2 separate regions of the Mus musculus genome follow, and region 1 is linked to region 2. A link is a contact called in public HiChIP or PLAC-seq data. All regions are on one chromosome and are shown on one strand. The core of a region is the stretch at or near the end of the contact, and the rest is flanking DNA. Distances in the headings are between cores, read along the strand shown. Region 1 has its middle 28 kb from the start of 4930556N13Rik. Region 2 overlaps Cuedc1 (CUE domain containing 1).

What was found. HiChIP or PLAC-seq counts read pairs in DNA pulled down with a chosen protein or histone mark.
Region 1: a contact with region 2 is called in a FOXA1 HiChIP or PLAC-seq map of pancreatic cancer cells. The contact joins two enhancer-like sites. A contact is called at or near these places in 2 of 39 promoter capture datasets (the C10 cell line and liver), 2 of 15 datasets of contacts at CTCF or cohesin (embryonic stem cells and large pre-B cells), 1 of 484 Hi-C or Micro-C datasets (reprogramming fibroblasts), 4 of 115 datasets of contacts at active chromatin or transcription factors (embryonic basal ganglia, embryonic forebrain, embryonic midbrain and 1 more) and 1 of 9 other capture datasets (embryonic stem cells).

The regions. Positions count from the first base shown.
Region 1 is chr11:88,821,672-88,824,669 of GRCm38.p6, reverse strand. No RefSeq gene overlaps it. Among named protein-coding and RNA genes, the nearest start is that of 4930556N13Rik, 28 kb to the left of the region's middle. Within about 2 kb of position 1,444, at least 31 of the 459 cell types and tissues checked have an H3K27ac peak or open chromatin away from gene starts, as enhancers often do. A contact at or near this core is called in pancreatic cancer cells, where this site is marked.
Region 2 is chr11:88,117,709-88,120,558 of GRCm38.p6, reverse strand. All of the region lies in intron 1 of Cuedc1 (CUE domain containing 1), which reads right to left. Among named protein-coding and RNA genes, the nearest start is that of Cuedc1, 20 kb to the right of the region's middle. Within about 2 kb of position 1,583, at least 235 of the 459 cell types and tissues checked have an H3K27ac peak or open chromatin away from gene starts, as enhancers often do. A contact at or near this core is called in pancreatic cancer cells, where this site is marked.

The DNA.
Region 1 (2,998 bases), core at 195-2,694, 700 kb before region 2:
ATTTTATTTTGCCTGCGAGCATAATCTGTGTATCTCGTGCCTGCCTGGTGCTTGAAGAAGTCAGAAGAGGGAGTCAGGACCCCTGGAACTGGGTTCCAGATGCTTGGCAGCTGCCATGTACGTTCTGGGAACTCAAACCTGGACCCCTTGGGAGAACGGCCAGTGATGCTTTGAACCACTGTGGCACCTCTGCAGCCCCGCCCCTTTGATGTTTAACGGGAGGCTAATGAGCATGCATTGTCACGAGTCTGAGTATGGCTCAGATTGTTTCTGTTGGATAGTGCTAGGTAGGGAACAGGGTTCTGAGGTCACCGCCCTGCAGGCTGTCTCACAGTAGAGGCTCAAGCGTTTGCTACAATTTATTTATAATGCTTGCAAGTGGCTGGGCCCAGGCCCACTGAACCAGAGATTCTTAAGAATGGGACTTTGAAACCTACATTTTTTTTTCAATCCTGGGGTGGGGCAAATACAGGCCTTCACGCGTGTTCTATCGCTAGGCTACATCGCCAGCCCTTTTTACATTTTTATTTTGAGACAGTTTTCCAAGCTGGCCTTAAACTCAAGCCATAGTCCAGGTAGCTGAGGCAGGCCTTGAACTTGTGACCCTGTCTTTTCCTTTTTCTCTGAGTTTTAAAATAGAAGAATAACCGTAAACAGCTTTCTTCTTCCCTTCCTTCTCTTCCTTCTCCATCATCCCTCTTTTTTTTTTTTTTTTTTTTTTTTTTTTTTTGAGACAAGGTTTTTCTGTGTATCCTGGAACTTGCTCTGTAGACCAGGCTAGCCTCAAACTCACAGAGGTCCACCTGCCTCTGCTCCCCTGGTGCTGGAATTAAAGTTGTCCGTCAGCACCCCCTGGTTGACTTTGAGCTTTCAACCTTCCCATTTCGATCTCCCAACTGCCAGGCTGGGATTACAGGTGTGACCACTATATCCAGTTCAGGTCATGCTGGAGAGAGAACCTAGGGTTCCGAGTGTGCTCTGATAAGTTCTCCCCAACAGCCACGTCCTCAGGGTTGTCCAGTTACTTCTAAAGTGGTGTGCTTCCCCCTGGGTTGAGACAACATGGAATCCTTGGGTCCTGGTTTGGGGTTAGAGCTAATTATTGTGTGATCTGGGTGATGGCCTGCTGTCTGCCATGTGTGCAGTGTTGTGCCTTAGGTCAGATGTATCTGGGGGACAGTTATCAAAATCAGGGTGTGCAGTTTCGTTTCAAAACACCCAGTTTCCTGTTTCATTTCATCCATATTCGGCAGGGCATAGTTTGTAATGGTCTTATTCAGAGGGTGGAAAGAGAGCATTTAAACAGTAAAAGGCCCACCTTAAGAAGTAGAGTCGTAAAAGAGAATGGTTTTTGAAGTGTTTAAAGGAGTGGAATGAAGTCTTGTGCACTCCACAGGGCAGACTGCTGCTATTGTGGTCTATGTCCACTAGATGGCACCACAGCACAAGCTACTACGGGTATCCCCTCCCTTTGCCTCATCCCAGAAAACAGGTTCTCCAAGCACTTGTCTCAGTATTAAACTTAACAGGAATGCAAATCCCCAGCTCATACCCGAGACTTACTGACCGAGAACCGTGTAGCACTTTGTCCACGTAGTTTAGATGCAGACTTAAGTTTGAGAGCCACTGTCCTAGAATCAACCTTGGGGTAGCTTGGGAAGATACCTGTAGTACGCCAAAAGCGCTTGCTGGGGAGGGAATGAGGAGGTGCGTGGGGGGCGGGGCGGGGTGAGGAGGGGAGGGAGGGTGGAAGACAGTCAATGGTGCAGGTATATTTAGTGCCAAGGAGCTGCTCCAAAATCAGAGAGCTGATATGGACTAGGGGGCAAGACTGGATTTCTCCCAAGTCGGGGAAGTAGAGGAGAGAAAAGAGGGCTCTTCAAAGAGATCCCCTCCCTTAGGGCGCCAGATCATGGGCTAGGAGCTGAATCATAGGCTGAGTTCTCTGCCGGGAGCCCCAGGGCAGCTGTGTCCTCATTGTGGCTGTTCATCTCAGCCTGTTCTGAAATTTCACCAACCTACTACTGTGTTAATGGATTGAAATCTTGCAACCCTCCCAAGACGACCCAGGAAAATGGATGCTAAGAATCAAAAAGAAGCTTGAGACGGGGTGGGAAAATCACTAGTGAATTAAAACCTTATTTTTGTCTTTTCGATCCTATCTGTACCCTCAGGGAAGGCCAGTGCAGAATGAATTCATCTCTCTCTCTCTTTTTTTTTTTTTACACAAAAATTCCTTTTGCAGGTCGCAGCTGAGGCTTCACAGGGGCGACATACCATGCAAATATGTATTTTTTTTTCAGTTATGATGTATACAGTTTTTAGTTTGATTTATTTTTGGTGTCAGAAACAAAATGGAAGTTAGCTCTTTAAAAATGAGTGTGGCTGGCTGAATAAATAAATAATATGCTCTTGGCCAGTACCTGCCAGTACCTCCTTAATTGCCCATTGATTCTTTAATTCTCTGCCTTTCACCATCTACGAAATTAAGAGGCCACAGAGCATGGAGATGTCTTTTGCCAAACAACTAAAAGAATCAGAGGTTTTCGAAGGTCTGGTTCTTCCTGGGGGGCTTTTACCTAGCATTGAGGGGCACAAGTTACCCAAGGATGGAAGCCTGGTGTCCTGCTTGGACCCTTCCCAGGCTTCTGTACCGTCACTTGGCTTTCCAGCCACAAACATGTACTGTGTCCACTCTGGCGGGCCACCAGTGGCAGCAGGGACCCGGTTGTCCCTCCTCGTGGTCTCTGGAGGTTGGGTGGTCTGTCATGGTCTCTCTCCAGCAAACGCTGCCGTTCAGAGTGTTCACACTCCTCCGATAGCCCCAACCACGGGTCCTGGGAGCTGGCTGCCTCCTTTCTGCCAGGGGAGATGTTCCAGGAAGCTCTCCTTTATCCCATTTCTGGAACCACCAACCAATCTCCCCTCCCTCGGAAGTCTCCTGGCATCTATCTAGCCTCCTCTTCTCCCTTTCCTTCCCGTCAAGGCACAGAGGCCT
Region 2 (2,850 bases), core at 334-2,833:
GAAGGTAGGCACCATGGTTGCCAGCAATGAGTTGTAGTCCACCAGACAGGATGCTGCATCCTCAGACTAACAGTGACTTGGGAACAAATGGCAGACACGACAGCTTTCCTGGGATTTTGTTTTGTTTTGTTTTAATCTATTTACCTTTATTTTATGTGCACTGGTGTTTTGCCTCCACGTATGTCTATGTGACAGTATCAGGTCTTGGAGTTACAGAGAGTTGTGAGCTGCTATATGGTTGCTGGGATTGGAAGCCTGGGTCCTCTAGAAGAGCAATCTGTGCTCTTAACAATTGAACCATCTCTTTGGCTCCAGCTTTCCTGTTTTTTATATATTAGGAATATAACAATAAAACGTGAAAGGGGAGAATTCTGGAACTGAGCCCCCCTGCAAAGGCAGCGAAGCCCACGATCAGCATTTCTCCTGAATCTACTGGCATTGGCACACTCGCACAGGAGTGTAGACTGCCAGTGTGGTCGCCTCACATTTGATGAATACTTTAGCGCCTCTTTCTCTTCTCTTCCCTCTCTTCTCTTCCCTCTCTTCTCTTCTCCTCTCATTTTCTCTCCAACCCCCTTGCAGCCCAAGTTTCTTTCCCTTCTAACTCCCTAAGTAGCCAGTGATGACCGTGAGATTGTGAGCCTCCTGCCTTTCCCTCCCCAGCTCTGATAGAACACATGCGTGCCACCATACCCAATTTTATGCTAAGCTGGGTAGTAAACTTTGTATATGTTAGGCAACAGGGCTACCTCCCAGCTCCAGTGTTATACATGTTACATATTCGATACCCAGCAAAGAATCTGCTTAGGTGGCCATGGCTAGCTTGACGCCATCAGCACAGGACTTCCCACACTAAGGTGCCCAGTGTGTGTGACTTTCCTCTCTCCTTTAAACGGCACAGACAGCCCGTTGCCTGGAGACTGGGCACACTCTTCTGTTCACTCTTCCTTTCATTCTCCAGCAGCAGGTCTGAAAACAGTGGCCTCCAGGAAATACGCTTGGGGCCAGGGCAAAGGGGGTGAGGAGAGGCAGGAGTGTGCTCTTCTCCCAGGCAGCGACACCCCCCAGCCCCCCTTCTCTCTGTCTTCCTTTTCCTCCCCAGGTCTGAAAGGCCCAGCAAACCAAAAGGCTCCCACAGGGAACAAGGCCCCCTTTGAAAGCCAGTGTTTGCCTGGAGCTGCCGGCAGACAAGGGTTGCCATGGCCACTGAGCACCTTTGCCAGCCAAGCCTAGGCAGGCCCAGAAGAGCAGCTTAAACCACCAGACGCCCCAACTCTAACCCCTTCTAGGGTCCCAACTACTGTCAAACACACCTGTCCTGAGGCCCTATGGCTGTTGGAAGGTGATAATTGGGGAACCTCTAGACTGAAAACCTAACACCGGAAGGGACCAGAGGATGGAGGCCCCTCCCTGAGACACCAAGCAGAAATGTCAGGGCTCAGGGCTCGGAGCCACCGTGCTGGGGAGCAGCTCGCCAGAGCCATACTGCCTCAGGACCTGCCCTGCCTCCTGGGCCAGAGCCTGGCTGTGCTGCTAATGGGAATGACTTATTTATGTAATTCATTATCACTGGGGCCTGGATCCAAGAGAGGTGGGTGGAGGCCAGGCCCCAGCTGCTGAGGGAGGAAAGGGAGGGGCTGTCCTGAGGCTCAGTCTGGACCTGGCAGCCACAGAGCTTGCTGCTGCTGACTGCAGGGACCAGAGGACAAAGGCAAGGAGGAAAGGGGACAGGGCTGGACCCTGGAGGCTCCGTGGGGCTCTTGAGAGTGAGAATAGAATTCCTCAGAAGCAGAGGCCTAGCATACTTTTGCCTTTAAACTGCTCTGTGGTCCAAAAGGCGTCTTCATCTAAAAAACAAAAAACAAACAAACAAACAAACAAAAACCAGGCAGTGGTGTACACATATTCAAGCCCAGCCCTCAGAAGGCAGGGGCAGATGGCTCTGTGAGTTTGAGGCCAGCCTGATCAATAGAGTGAGTTCCAGGACAGCTAAGGTTACATAGTGAAACCCCATCTCGAAAATCCAAAAACCAAACAAAACAACAAAATAAACAAAAAAACTCCGAGCTCTGCAGCTTCAAGACGGAAATGCTCTCGTGTCCAACAGGAGGCCTCCTATACCTGACCCAGGATGGAAAGGAAGAGCCTAGAACCTTCCAGCATTCTGCAGTCATCCCTAAGATCCATCATGGAGGCTCCAGTGGAGGGGCAGGGGAACGGATCAGGCTTGGGATGACAGGTGGCTGGAGCTGGCTCCAGGGGCTGAGGCAGCGTGTCCACCCCAGCACTCACACCCCAGACAGGGCCAGGTTCTTAGGAAGATCCTCGTTCGAAGCCTCTGAGAGGCCCAGGCTGCCTCTGTGGCAGTCTCTCCATTTCTTTATCCCTGCCCCTGCCCCTGCTCTAGCTCCTGCCCGTCTGAGGGACTACATCTGTCCAATCTGGGAATTGGTCTCCGTCTTCCTTTCCTTCCTCTTCCTCCCCCTCCCCTTCCTCTCTCTCCTCTGTCTTGCTGTCTCTCTCCCAGACGTCTTACGTGCCATGCTGGAACTCTCCATAGAGATGAGGAAGTATGAACTTGAACTCCTGCCTCTACTTCCCCACGTTTGTGGGGTTTTGGTTGTGAGGATCAAACCTAGAGATTTGTACCTATTAGGGAAGCACTCTCCTAGCCAAGCTCCCTCTCTAGCCCTGTGGCCTTGGTTTCTAATAATAATATTAGTGATTCACTGAGCACCCGTTTCCTGTGATCCTCACCACACCCCCGAGAGGAGGGGAGGAAACACTGGCCATTAGGAAGTCTGCACAGGTCACATCACCAGTAAGTGAAGAACAAGGGCCCAAACCTAG